Regions from separate parts of the Mus musculus genome. Here regions 1 and 3 are each linked to region 2. Evidence: chromatin contacts called from public HiChIP or PLAC-seq and Micro-C data. All regions are on one chromosome and are shown on one strand. Each heading gives the region's core, a stretch centred on a gene start, on an enhancer-like site or on the middle of the called end of the contact. The rest is flanking DNA. Distances are from core to core; before and after follow the strand shown.

Region 1 (4,478 bases), core at 41-2,540, 96 kb after region 2:
AAGAAGTCTGCCCTGTCCCCGCCTTAGAAGCCCTTGGGGGAGAGGTCTGATTTACACAGCTTTCTAGGACCGGAGGTGCTTTCCGGCTTTCAGGCCGGGCCGGGCTCCACCTCAGACACCCCGTCCCACTCAGATCCACAATATGAGGGAGAGGCCTAGCTTTTGCATCACAAAAGTAGCCCCACCCTCCCCCTACTTGGGCAATCTGCCCACTGTAAAAGTTTCCTAATCCACATCTGCTTCCTTCTTTGGGCCGTGGCTAATTGCCCAATCACTGTATTTCCCCAACAGAACTCCGAGGGCTCCTGGGAATCCACATCCAGGAGTCTTGGGAAGATCGACTCTGGGAGATTGACCCTCTGTTTTTCTGTCTGCGTTTTACACTGCCCTGCCCCCATTGGACCCCGAGTCGTCTGGGTTCCCAAGCTGCCTGCTGCTGATGGATGGCATCTGGCAGTAAAGCCAGCAGCAGACAGAGTTTGAGGTGTGGGAAGAGCTATGACCTTTGAGTGTCTGTGTATCAGTCCCGTGTGACCCTGGAATGCTGCAGCCCCTCCGAGACTGTTTTCTCTGTACCATCTACACTGTCTGGATAGTTAGTTTCTGCTCTGAGATGTCTGGTTCTACACACTAGCAGGGAAAGAGGATGGTTTGTCTAGACCAGTCCTTCATTGATACTGAACATCACCAGGCGATGATGATGGGGCGTTCCCTAAATTGGGAAGGGGGCTTAGTTTCTCAGTGTGGATCACCTATGCACGCCCCTAGAGGTCACCCCAGGAGTGCTCTGGGGAAGGGTTCGCCAATTCAGCCTCAGGGCCCAGGGATTCTGAGTCCCTAAAGCGACTCCCAGGTATTCCAGGTTTTTTCTTTTTAACTTAAAAAAAAAAAAAGGTGTTTTTATAGGCTAGAGAGATGGCTCAGCGGTTATGATCACTGGCTCTTGTTCCAGAGGTCCTGAGCTCAATTCCCAGCAGCCATGTGGTGGCTCACAACCATCTGTAATAGGATCCGATGCCGTCCTCTGGTGTGTGCCCTCTTCTGGTGCGTCCGAGGAGAACCACAATGTACTCACATACATAAAATAAGTAAATATAAAGATATATTTTTAAAAAACAAGGTGTTTTTATTGGGGGCGAGGAAACACACATATGCAGTAGACACACAGAGAAAAACACTCTCTGCAAAGCAGAGGACGGATTCAGAAAGCTGAGATTCCCTATCCCAGGTCCTTAGCGAGGCCAAATAATGACTATGCAGTTCCTCTTCTACCCAGGGCCCAATTCTGAACTTCCTAGGCTTAGCTATTCTATTGCTGATCACTCTGGGTGCCCCAGAAGGCCTCAGACCCAAGGTGTCCTTGAGGTGGCGGTAGAGATCCCCTGTGTACATCTGCAAGTCAGAAAGCATCTGCCCCAGATGCCTGTCCTTTGGCTCTGGCACAGAAGGTCTTACTGAACACAGCAGGGCCTTGGGTGTTACATTTTGACACGAAGCCAGCTACGATGATAAGCCACAGGGTTTCCTTTCGCCCATTGCAAGGGTGGTGAACTCTTGCATATTTAAGGCACACCAGCCCAGAAGAGCTTCCAGGGACGAAGGACCTCACGTTCTGGTGGCCTGTAAATGTGACACCTCTGTGCCGTTTGGCTTGACTAAAGCCCCAAATGTTAGCATCCTATAAAGTCCCTTCCCTGTTAATCACTTGCAAAGGAAGGCAGCGGCGGTGTTCCTTTTGAAGAAAGCCGGATACAGAGTGGGGGTCTTATATTTCAGGGGCTCCTCATTAGGAGATGTGAGCTCCAGGATGGGATTAGATTTTGTTTTTCTGTTTTTCTGTGCTGGGGGATGGAACTCAGGACCTTTCGAATGCTAGGTGAGCGTCCAGACACTGAGCTACCCCCAGCCCCAGATGAGACATTTGAAGTCCTTCTGGGGCATTACCTAGTTTCCTTGGAAACAGAGGTGGGAGATAAGAGAAAAATGACTGAGAAGCAGGTCTGTGACCCTGGGACTTCCCTCTCTGGGGCCAGCTGCCTGGATTTCTATATTTCCTCTTACTTCAGCCTGCCTATCCTGTGACCCCTCCAAACTCTCTGTCATATATATCCAAATAGCCCTAACTTTGGCAGTCAATATCTGCCCTTAGACAGGTCATGTAACAGTTTTACGCCTCGGTGTCTTCATCTATTAAGTGGAAATAATAATGCAAACCTCCCTGTCTACCCCAGGGATAAAGAGTTAACAATGCCAGGCATGGTAGTACATGCCTAGAATCTCTGCACCAGGGAGGCTGAGGTAGGAGGACTTTGAGTTCAAGGCTAGCCTGGGCTACATAATGAGACCTTGTCACAAAACAAAACAAAGCCAACACACACACACACACACACACACACACACACACACACACCCCAAAACCACACACACATCTTGCATGCATGATTTATTATGATTAGGGACAGATTTTTTTTTCTTTTCTTTGACGTGGTAGAGATCAAAACCAAGGACTTGCAAATGCTGTACTAGAGACTTAGACCCTTAGCCTTATCAGAGTTATTTCTGCTCCTCTCTTTTTTTTTTTTTTTGGGTTTTTTTTTGAGACAGGGTTTCTCTGTATAGCCCTGGCTGTCCTGGAACTCACTCTGTAGACCAGGCTGGCCTCGAACTCAGAAATTCTGCCTCTGCCCCTCGAGTGCTGGGATTAAAGGCGTGCGCCACCCTGCCCGGCAGTTATGTTCCTCTTCTAAGTTCTGAGCCCACCCACTTACTACTATAAATCTTCTACATATATTAATATGTACGTGAGAATGTGTACATATGTGTGCTCGTGCATGCACTCGTGTGTGTGTGTGTGTGTGTGTGTGTGTGTGTGTGTGTGTGTGTTTGGGCTGTTACCCAGAGCCCTTGAACCTGAGAGGGTTTTCTCTGCTCTCAGGGTTGTTTGAGAAAGGTAGAACACAGCGCATACACACCCAGGGGCCAGTGTCCTCCTGGGAAGGCAGAGAGGTGATCCCTGTCCACCAGGCCCTTTGGCCCTTAAGCTCCTCTGTGGCCATTGTTCACCTCTCATTGGCTACAGGAAAGGTTTCCTTCTGCACACACTTAGACCTCTGAGCCAGAGAGGCCTTAGGGGGCAGATGCAAATATCTGTATCGCAAGGTCTCCTCTAACTGCATACTGTGACAGGACAGGTGACTTTGTCCTGTAGTGAGCTGACCAGCATCTGAAAGATGCACTTGCAGCTAAAACCTGCCTCGTAAGGGCTGTGTGGAACCCTACTCCCAGCTTGGGATGGGGCCTGGCACACATGATCACTCATACGATGGATGTCTGCTGAGGATGTATCTTGCATGCGCATATGTTATGTATTTGTTTTGAGACAGGGTCTTCTGTCATTGTCAACTGCTCCTTTAGATAATAAAAACACAAGGCATTGAGAATTTATAAAATTTACCAAGTATCAAGACCCAGCTGTTGTAAACTGGGAGCTAGAAGAAGTAGGGCCAGTCAGGTGCCTGCAGCTGTGGACTGGACATGTTTCCAGGCAGATTTGGCCTCTGGATGGTTTCTGTCTCTAAGTCTGTGGTATGAGCAAGACACAAGCCTGAGCGCTTGTGGTATGAGCCTAGTGGGCGAGCCCTCCCAGAAGGAGTTGCTGTCTGAAGAGGCACATTCTGTGGCACTCTGAGAGCAGAGAGACATGCGCAGTCTTCATGTTTCCTGAGACTATGCTAGCAAAATCTCTAGTTAGCGGCATCTGTCTTCCTCTGGCATGGGAGGGGTGGGGTGTGATGAGGACCGTGACGAACCTGGACAGACCCGTGGGGGTACTGAAGGATGTATACGGTTCCTTTGACTCCGGGGTATCTGTGGAATTGACCAGAGACAGCTGGAATACAGGACTCTGCCCCTCTTTGTTCCTCCACGGACAAATCTAGACCTCCACTGGCCCATGGAGAATCTTCCAGAGTCTTAAACAGGTCTGGCATAGTGATACACAGCTGTAGTTCTAGCATGCAGAGGATGATGGGAGGAGGATTATCACAAGTTTGGGGTCCGCCTGACCTAGAGTCGTTTCTGAAGAATTCAGCCCAGCCATGGCTATGCAGGTAATATAGTACTTCAACAACTGGTGAAAGAGTCTCTCTGTTTTTTGCCCCGAGGAATTCTCTATCCCACAAAACAGACGGTGATATTATCAGATAATTCCAACAAGAGCGAACAGTATCGTTGAGAGGCAGTGACCCCACAGACAGAAATCTCAGTCCGTGTGTCTTCCAGACAGCTCTCTGTGTCCTTTCTTAGACAGCCCCTCCTCAGGGCGCAGGGGCTTGTCTCATGCTGAGTTCCCAGGAGGTCCCAGGGGTGTGACCTTTCTTGTCCTTCCTCCCTGCCCCCCACCCCAGGGCCAACTATAAAGAAGGCCAGTGCCAGCCCTCAGCAGACCGTCTAGGTCCCAAGAACTTTTCAGGGCACTT
Region 2 (4,416 bases), core at 1,593-4,092:
ACAGGCACACACTAGCTATCAATCACAGGCACAGGCCTTTTACAGATGCTGAAGATCTGAACTCAGACCCCCAGGCTTGTGCTGCAGGTACTTTTGCTAGGCTTAAGCTTGCTAAGTAGCTCAGGCTGGTTTTGAACTCCGGACTTCAACCTCTTTCATGCTGGAATTATAGGAATGTAGCAGTCCTTACGGCTTCACTTGGCCCTGTGACGCAGCTGATTCAACACCACTTAAGTGGAGTCACTGGATACAGCTTAGGCAAGCTCTACTGAGAACGACGCAGCCCACGCCTCCAGGGCTAGAGGACAAGTGTGTGGCGTGTTTGCAGATGGCCATCAATTCGTGGCTGTGGGTCTTCATCAGGCAGCCGGTGGGTCCTGCATGCATGGCCTCTCACTCACTGACAGCAGCAGTCTGTCACCCTGTGGAGATGGCACATGAGAGATCTGCACTGGCAGGTGCAGAAGGCCCAGGTAAGCCGTGTGAGCAGGTGGCCTAGATGCCTTCCATGGCGGCTCTTGCTTCACTGACTCTTCCTGGGACCTCCGAGGTTGCTCCTTGGGATCAATTGGCTGAGAAGGAATGAATTCAAGCCTGGCTTACAGATGGCACTGCAGGATATGCTGGCACCAACAGAAAGTGGGCAGCTGAAGCCCTCAGCCCACTCCAGGAGGACCTGCATAACTTGGGTAACAGAATGTCTTGCAGTGGGCAGAGCATCAAGAGGCGCGCGTGTATTTGTGTACTTGGCCTCAACTGAGAGACGGACGGAGGCAGGGATCTACAATGACTCGGCTGGCCAGTGAGGGAGGAAAACCACTGCTGTCAGGTGACCACCAGGCCTCAGGACAGAGGATGTGTGTGACCGGAGCGCTCCAGATAGGCACAGAATGGGAAGAAGGAAATTGTGTCACAGGTGTTTATGAGTCAGCACTGAAAAAATAAAATAAAATAAAATAAATGCCCGAGACAATTAGGTTCAAAAGAAGAAAGGTAGGGGGATCGATGGCTCAGAGGTTAAGAGCACTGACTGCTTCTTGAGAGGTTCTGAGTTCAACTCCCAGCAACCATGTGGTGGGTCGAACCCATCTATACTGGGGTCTGATGCCCAATTCTGGCATGCAGGAATACATGCAAACAGAGCACTATATAGATAAATAAACAAGGAGAAAGGTTTATCTGGGCTCAGGTTTTGGGTGTTTCTTTTGAGCTGGGGCAAGGCAGCATACTATGGTGGGTACCCCTACCTCACAGCTAGGAACAAGAGAGGAACACACTTTTAAAAGGCACACCTCCCCCAGCCCCCTCTTAAATCTTACTTAAAATCTACTTAGTCCTATTTCTTCAAGGTCTCATCTCCCAGTATCACCCTTTTAATGCAAAATCTGTCAGGGCGACACATTTAAACCACTTCCAAAGAGAATTCCTGCCAACCTGTGGAAGTGAACTGGTCTCTTTCCAGCCACCCCAGTGTTTGCTCAGTGGGTCCATATGGCAGTGATCATGGCAGAAAGGGTGGCAGTTATACATATGACAGCACAGGGATGACTGAACTTAACTGGCATCTACTGCTTAGTAGCAGTAGATTGGCCAACAGCAGAGACCAATGTTCAGCCCACATTGCTACCCAGCCAGGAACCTAGCCAGCCACCGAGTGCAAGCTGACCACACTGGATTCTTTCCATCATGCTAAGGACAGAGATTTGTCCTTTGTGGGTTCGGGGGATGCTTTCCTTGCCCTCAGTGTTTCAGCCGCACAGCACCTCATCACCACCGCTGTTCTCCACACAGTATTGCCTCAGAATAAGGACTCTGCTTTTCACAGAGTAGAAATGGCCTGACCTGGTTTAATCCCATACACAGGAGCAGCTGATTGCCCAGGAGCAGCTGACCTAATGGAAAGAAGGGATAAGCAGCCAGGTGCTTACTGGGCACCAATGCTTTGAATGAGGCTCTGTCTTACAAGGCAGAACGGGTCTCTGAAAGGAGATGGTAATATGGCCAACATATATGGGTCTGGGACTCAAGGGGTGGATAACATAGGGGACCCGGTCTCAAACACAGAGCAAACACCATGGGGACAGGGCCTAGGGTAGAGCAGAGGGTCAAAGTAATGCGTCATTGTGACATTTGTGTGTAGGATGCCTTCCCGTCAGCCTTCTGGGGGCCCCTCCCCATCCAATAGAAGCTAAACAGTCCCAAAGGGAAGTAGCCCCATCTCGTGACTGTCCAAGTCAACAACAGTTGCGCGAAAAGTTATTTAAGTTACCTATCTTTGGTGTTCCTAAGACCTAGCTCCTCCCCCCGGGGCGGGACGCTTAGAATTCCCTCTTCTACTGACTCAGCTCTTCAGGCCCCACGGTTACCTCAGAATTGATGACTTTGGGGCAATCTGCTACGACTGACCTTTTCCTGTCGGGATCCGCAGACTTGTAACCTCTTGAGGCCACAGTATTAGCCTAGCCAGCTTCATCAGGTGTGAAAACTCCTAGACTCCATCCCTACTTTGGGGCCTCCCAAGAGTCAGCTAGATTACCAGTCTCTCAGCTCCTTGCAGGGGACCCATGGAGACAAACCTAAAGCTAGAAGGGCATATAGTCAGGCGTAGACTGCACGCAACATGTCACCCAAGTCCCGGGGGTTTTGGAGGAGAGGGCGTTTTCGCTGAGTGGTTTAATGACCCAGACCCGTTCTCCAGGCACAAAAGACTAGGGACGGGGCCCAGCTCCGCTCCTTCCGGAGGGTACAAATCCACCCGGAGAACCAGTTTGCACCGGTCCCCAGGACACAGCAGAGGGGGCCCGAGGGAGCTTGGGGGCGTCACCGGCACGGAGGAGGAGCGGGAAGAGCCAGCTCCAGGGAGGCGTGGCTTATAGGGATGCACTGGAGCGATGGGGGACCGGAGTCAGGGCTGAGGTCAGGGCACCCGCAGGATTAGCCTTCCGACACACCACGCAGCGACCGGGATTTGCGGGAAGGAGCTGATGAGCAGCCATCTGCTGGCCAGCCTGGAGCCAGCGTGGTTGCCTTGGTGCTGCCTCAGGGTCAATGGTGCTTGGGTCAGCCAAGCCTGGCATACCTCGGACCTGTGGACTTCACGCTGAAGCTAGTGACAAATGAAATCCTAGCCACTTCTCTCTTCCCCTCCTTCCTTCCCTCCCTTCCCTCCTCAGAATCAGACTCAAGTAGATTTTTTATACATTCTCATAATTTTTATTTTATGTGCCTTGGCGCCTTGTCTGTATGTATGTCTGTGTGAGACTGTCAGAGCTCCTGGAACTAGAATTACAGTTACAGACAGTTGTGAGCTGTCATGAGGGTATTGGGAACTGAACCCAAGTCCTCTGGAAGTACTCTTACCCATTGGGGCATTCCTCCAGCCCAGTTAGGTTTTTTGTTTGTTTTTGTTTGTTTAATTTCTTAAGTCGGTTTTTCCAGATGGGGTTTTTTTCTGTGTAGCCCTGTCTGACCTGGTCTCACTCTGTAAACCAGGCTGGCTTCAAACTCATAGAGATCTGTCTTCCTCTGCATAATTAATCCTCAGAAGTGCTGGGATTAAAGGCCTGCACCACCACTGACATAATACACACACACACACACACACACACACACACACACACACACATATATATATATATATATACACACACACACACACACAGTAAGGCTAGCCTGGTCTACAGACCGAGTTCCAGGCCATCCTAGGATACAAAAAGAAACTCTGTCTCAAAAAACCAATAAACAAACAAATAAAATAAAAAGTTACATTTAGCCATCAGTGGAGGCTCACACCTTTAATCCCAGCACTTGGGAGGCAGAGGCAGGCAAATTTCTGAGTTCAGGGCCAGCCTGGTCTGCAGAGTGAGTTCCAGGACAGCCAGGGCTACACAGAGAAACCCTGTGTGTGTGTGTGTGTGGGGGGGTTACATTTATTTGTTCATCCCCTCATTCCTTTTAAGGACACGTGGAATTCAAGGACAACTTTGAAGTCACCCCAGCACCTAGAGTAGCAATGTAGGACTGGTTCCCACCAAGGCACCAAGGGGGACCAGCCCTGAACCTAACTCCTGGCATTTTGTATAGATCCATGGCCCTACGTTACATTTTGACCAATTACATCTTTCACAGAGACAGAAATTCCCCTTTTGGTTGTTTGGACGAATGGGATGATTTACAATGTACAAATATTGTCCTAATTATCCCAGGACAGACTAGGGCTGCTTTCGCTAGGCTGCTGTTAACCAACTCATCCCACCTGGCTGAGACCACACCCAACTGTTTGTTTTTTTGAGGCAGGGTTTCACTATGTAGCTCTGGCTGGCCTGGAACTTATTCTGTAGATCAGACTGGCCTGGAACTCAGAGACCTGTCTGCTTCTGCCTCCTGGGTCCTGGCTCCAATTAAAAGTTTGAGCTA
Region 3 (4,567 bases), core at 1,815-4,314, 97 kb before region 2:
ATGTGTTAAGCAGTTTGATTTGGGTATGTATGTTAATACCATATAAAATTTTAAACAAAAATATTGACATCCATTATTTTGGAGATATATGTTAATACCATATACATTTTTAAGCAAAAAAAAAAAAAAAAAAAGCAGCATCCAGTTATGGTGGCAAATAAAGCTAGGAGGACAGGAGTTTGAGGCATCTTTCCTTCCTTACACAGCAAGGTCAAGAACAAAACAAAAAGACTCAGTGAAAAAGAGTAATGAGTCTTGGTGATGAGTCCAGAGTACAGGATGTGGGATAGAGTGTGTGAACCCACTTACAACTAGGACTACAAGAAGACAGCAGCTGCCGAGAAAGTGGGGAAACTGAGTCAAGCCGAAGGTTCTTATGAAGAAAACAAGTTCTGAACAATCAGTCTGAAAAATAGGAATAACCCTAGTAAGAAGGCCCAGGGGATGCGGACCAAATTATAATGTGCAGTCTTGGAGAGTCACGGTGACTTTTCGGTGGCTACCGAGAACAAGCCAGCAGTAAAGGCTCAGTGTCAGAGAAGGGAACCAAAATGTGAGAGATGATCCAGAACCGAGGCCATGGCCAGTCAGGAGATCAGCTCCAATCTCCCAGATCTCCCTGAGTGCATCCTCAACGCTCCCAGAATCCTCAGAAGTTACCTAAGGCAGAAAAGATGTGCTCCTCCCAGGAGTCCAACTTTGAGCCAATATCTTCAGAGAGAGACGAATACGTTTCAAAACTCTGAGAACCAGATGTGCAGACGCCTCCTCCAGTCATGCTGGGATCCGGAACGTGGTTCACATCTGCCTCCAGGGGCAGCTGAGGCTTCAAACACCTAGCTTCAGTCCCAGGAGCAGGGCAATGGAGGAAAACTCCCCGCCTTGAGGATAAGGGCTGAAATGACTTCCCACTCTGGCGCCTGGACTTGGCCCGTCGGTTCTGGAACCACACCTGGGGGACAAGAGGAGAAAAAAACTGTTCAGCTGCTTCCGGTTGGGGTTTTTATTGTTAGTTTGTTTGGGGGTTTGCTTGAGATAGCTTCTCTAGCCAGTGCTGACCTCAACCTCGGGTTGTAGCCAAGGAGAACCTTGACCTTGAATTTATGATTCTCCTTCCTCCACTCCAGAGCTGGGGTTACAGGCTGCACCACCACGAGTGGTTTGCGTGGTACCTGAGGATGGAACCCAGGGTTTCGTGCATGCTAGGCAAGCACTCTACCGATAAAACTGCATATTAGCCTTGACTCTCTGCTCAAAGTCTGGGGCTTACAGAAAGCACTTGAACCAATGGTTTGATGTTCAGAGCTCCAAACCTTCTCAGTCATCATTCTCAGATGCAAAGCTGGAATGCTGTCTGGTTCTGTCTACACTTGCTATACTTGGTTGTTTGTCTGCTTTTCATTTTACACATTAAAAAAAAAAAGAAAGAAAGAAAGCCGGGCGTGGTGGCGCACGCCTTTAATCCCAGCACTCGGGAGGCAGAGGCAGGCGGATTTCTGAGTTCGAGGCCAGCCTGGTCTACAAAGTGAGTTCCAGGACAGCCAGGGCTATACAGAGAAACCCTGTCTCGAAAAACCAAAAAAAAAAAAAAAAAAAAAAAGACGGTCTCAGCCTGGTGGTGGTAGCATACCCCTTCAATCCCAGTAGGTATTTTTCCTCCGTGAAGCTCGTTTCTGTGTGTAAATGTCTTTACTATTTCCCCACAAACGTGTTCTGCATAGGAAGCCCAGGGTGACAACTGCTGAAAGTGACAGTTGAAGCCAGGAGATAGTGGCACACCCCCTTAATCCTAGACAAAGGAGGCACATCTTTGATTTCAAGGCCAGCCTGGTCTCCAGAGCAAATTCCCGGACAGCCAGGGCTACCCAGAGAAACCCTGACTGGAGGGGGTAAAAAAGTGACAGTTGAGTAGTCACCCTAAGTCCAGGAAAAAAATAAACACTAAATGTCCACCCTCCTGAGGCAAGCGTCTAAACTGGGTGTTGGGGAACCTACCTGTAATCCAAGCACCCAGGAAGCTGAGGCAGAAGGATTGTGAATTGAAGTCCAGCTTGGACTACGCAGCATGAACTTGTCTCAGTCACACACACACACACACACACACACACACACACACACACACACACACACAGAGAGAGAGAGAGAGAGAGAGAGAGAGAGAGAGAGAGAGAGAGAGCAAGAGAGAGAGAGAGAGGCTTCTCCCTATCATCTCCAAAACTCTGATCTAAATGATCGACCTCAGACAATAAACTCACTTTGCAATATTTTTTCAAAGTGACAAGAAGTTCTTGCTTGTTTTGAAGGTGATCCAACCCTGCTCTGCTACTTAGAATCAAAGCCAGAGGAAGGCTTGTCTCTCTCTCTCTGTCTCTCTGTCTGTCTCTCTGTCTCTGTCTCTCTCTCTCTCCTTACTGGACGCTGGGAAAGAGTGCAATGACTACCTTCCTGCTGGGACCTTTCAATGGGTCCGCAAGCCCCTTAGCTGCCCAGATCAATCACATGGTAACGCGGCCTTAACTGACATCCCAGTTTGCAGTCTAGAACCATGAGGTTCAAAGAGAGTAACTTTTCCCCCACAGAATAAATGGCCCAACAAGCCTGTGACTTCCCAGCACCTCCACTGGAACGCGCAGCTGCGACCGCGACTCACCTGGATCCTGGACTCGGGTAGCAGCGTGAGCGCAGCCAGGCGCTCCCGCAAGTGGATGTCTGGGTACATGGTCTGTCGGAAGACGAGCTCCAGCAACTGCAGCTGCTCCGAGCTGAACGACGTGCGCTTGCGGCGCTGTGGCGCCGACGGGGCGGCCGAGCCTTTGGAGGGTCCGGGCGGATCCAGGCCGGCGGGGGTCTGCGCTGTGGGACTGGAGTCGCGGTTTGGAAAGCACTGCGTGGCTGCTGGGGCGCGAGAGTCGTGGGGCGCCGCGGGCAGCCCAGAGGCTGGGCGCATGGCTGGGAGCAGCTGCCCTCCGGGATGCGCGGCGGGGAAGATGGGGAAAGCGGCGCCTTCTGCGAACTGGAGCTGCTGGGACCCTGCTGCGGCCATGACTCCCGGACGCTTCCCTGTACCCCCGCGCGCCTGCAGTTATAGCGGCCCGGAGCCGGGGAGGGGGCGGCGGCGCCATCAAAGGCGTGGGTGCAGGGAAGCCGCGTCTCGTCTCCTCGGGGTGCGAGCCCGCCCCAGCCCCGCCAGACGCCGCGGGAATAATCGCTTCCGCTGACCCGGGGACGGAATGAGGGAGGCGCGAACTTGAGTCCGGGCCGCTCCGTCCCTTCTCCGCCCATCCGCCAGCCAGTCCAACCACCAATCCACATACCTCGAACCGCTTTGCCCCGGTGGGGTCGCCCCAAGTGCAGGCCGGACTTGGACAGAACCCCCTCTTCTGGGCCAGAAGACCTCTCAAGAGCGCCTGAATCTCTTGGGGGCTTGGTTCGTAGGTCCCCCGCGCTGTGCCTGGCCCGCTGTCCGCCTGTCACCATCAAAGGCGCTATTTACCACCCCTGCTATGTGCTAGACCTTACTCCAGGTTGGTTAAACAGCCTAGCCCTGCCCTCGGCAAACCACCCTGACACATCCTGAATCCAAGGGGGGGTGAAGATAAAGAGATCTCAAAGGGGACAGGCACACATCCTGAACAGTGACGCTGCTCCTGCCTAGAGTATCTGTGACCTGTCAACAAGAATGCTGTAAATTGGACGGGCTGAAGTTGTACGGGGTTAGCGCTCCTAAAGAATCCCAACAGTGCTCAGAACCCGAGAAGTTTCTGCTCCCTCTGATGCCACTCCTTGAAGTTTCTGCTCCCTCTGATGCCATTACTATTTCCTTTGTCCCCTGGGGTTCATTTGAGGTTCCTGGTTTGTTTTATGCGGATTTGTAGTTTAGTTGTGACTTCTATATCTGCTTCCCCTAGTGCACACATGCATTCATTTATTCATATAAGTCTCTCCCCACCTCCTTACCCTCTGGTCCTGAGAATAGGACCCAGTGACTGGAAAATCCTAAGCAAGACCCTCAGGGAACATCTGTTGAGACAGAAGCCAAGTTGCTTCATAGAGAAATCAGAGGCATGCAGCACTATAGCAGAAGGGTGCAGAGGCAGGCAGGGCAAGGAGCACGGCTTGCAAGGCCTCAAAGGGGCTCCCTGCAGAGGAAGGGGTATTCCACAGCCCAGCCCAGGACCTGTTCCTGCAACGTCTTCAATGCTAATGGGAAGTATCATAGGAGAAAGTATATGTGCTGGCCATGAGTGCATCCTGTCTACTAATACGCATGTGAGCCCCCAAAGAAGCCAAAAGAGGGAAGTGGGTTGTAAGCTGCCTGACACAGTGCTGGGAAGTAATGGGTTGTAAGCCACCTGATACAGTGCTGAGAACTGACCCTCTGGAAGAGCAGCAAGTGGCCATATCTTTACTATGGGCAATTATCCCAAGTGTCAAAGCACAGAGTGATCGGCAAGTTCTAGGCTTGACCTGTCCACCAGCTGGGGAGTCGTGGGAAGTGTCCTGGCCTCCTGCTTTATGCGGATGCTAAGACTCCCCAGGCCTGCTTTTCCATCTGATCCCTTCCCCT

What was found. Hi-C and Micro-C count contacts between places; a contact is called where the count stands out from the background. HiChIP or PLAC-seq counts read pairs in DNA pulled down with a chosen protein or histone mark.
Region 1: a contact with region 2 is called in an RNA polymerase II HiChIP or PLAC-seq map of embryonic stem cells, with 13 read pairs. The contact joins two enhancer-like sites. A contact is called at or near these places in 5 of 39 promoter capture datasets (the 3T3-L1 cell line, the C10 cell line, macrophages and 1 more), 2 of 115 datasets of contacts at active chromatin or transcription factors (both in embryonic stem cells) and 2 of 9 other capture datasets (adipose tissue and liver).
Region 3: a Micro-C map of trophoblast stem cells shows a contact between it and region 2, with 6 times the contacts expected there. The contact joins the promoter of Mixl1 here to the enhancer-like site in region 2. A contact is called at or near these places in 4 of 39 promoter capture datasets (the C10 cell line, hematopoietic stem and progenitor cells, maxillary cranial neural crest and 1 more), 1 of 484 Hi-C or Micro-C datasets (trophoblast stem cells), 3 of 115 datasets of contacts at active chromatin or transcription factors (double positive thymocytes and embryonic stem cells) and 3 of 9 other capture datasets (adipose tissue, liver and pancreatic islet).

What each region holds. Positions count from the first base shown.
Region 1 is chr1:180,888,666-180,893,143 of GRCm38.p6, forward strand. Lefty2 (left-right determination factor 2) reads left to right here and starts at 4,443. Exons shown (of 4, transcript NM_177099.4): 1 at 4,443-4,478. Within about 2 kb of position 1,291, at least 26 of the 459 cell types and tissues checked have an H3K27ac peak or open chromatin away from gene starts, as enhancers often do. A contact at or near this core is called in embryonic stem cells, where this site is marked.
Region 2 is chr1:180,791,454-180,795,869 of GRCm38.p6, forward strand. 2900024J01Rik (a long non-coding RNA gene) reads left to right here. Exons shown (of 3, transcript XR_373751.4): 3 at 173-1,176. Among named protein-coding and RNA genes, the nearest start is that of 2900024J01Rik, 16 kb to the left of the region's middle. Within about 2 kb of position 2,843, at least 110 of the 459 cell types and tissues checked have an H3K27ac peak or open chromatin away from gene starts, as enhancers often do. A contact at or near this core is called in embryonic stem cells, hematopoietic stem and progenitor cells, pancreatic islet and 1 more, where this site is marked.
Region 3 is chr1:180,693,970-180,698,536 of GRCm38.p6, forward strand. Mixl1 (Mix1 homeobox-like 1 (Xenopus laevis)) reads right to left here and starts at 3,065. Exons shown (of 2, transcript NM_013729.3): 1 at 2,651-3,065; 2 at 1-952. The coding sequence starts at 3,043. The coding sequence ends at 650.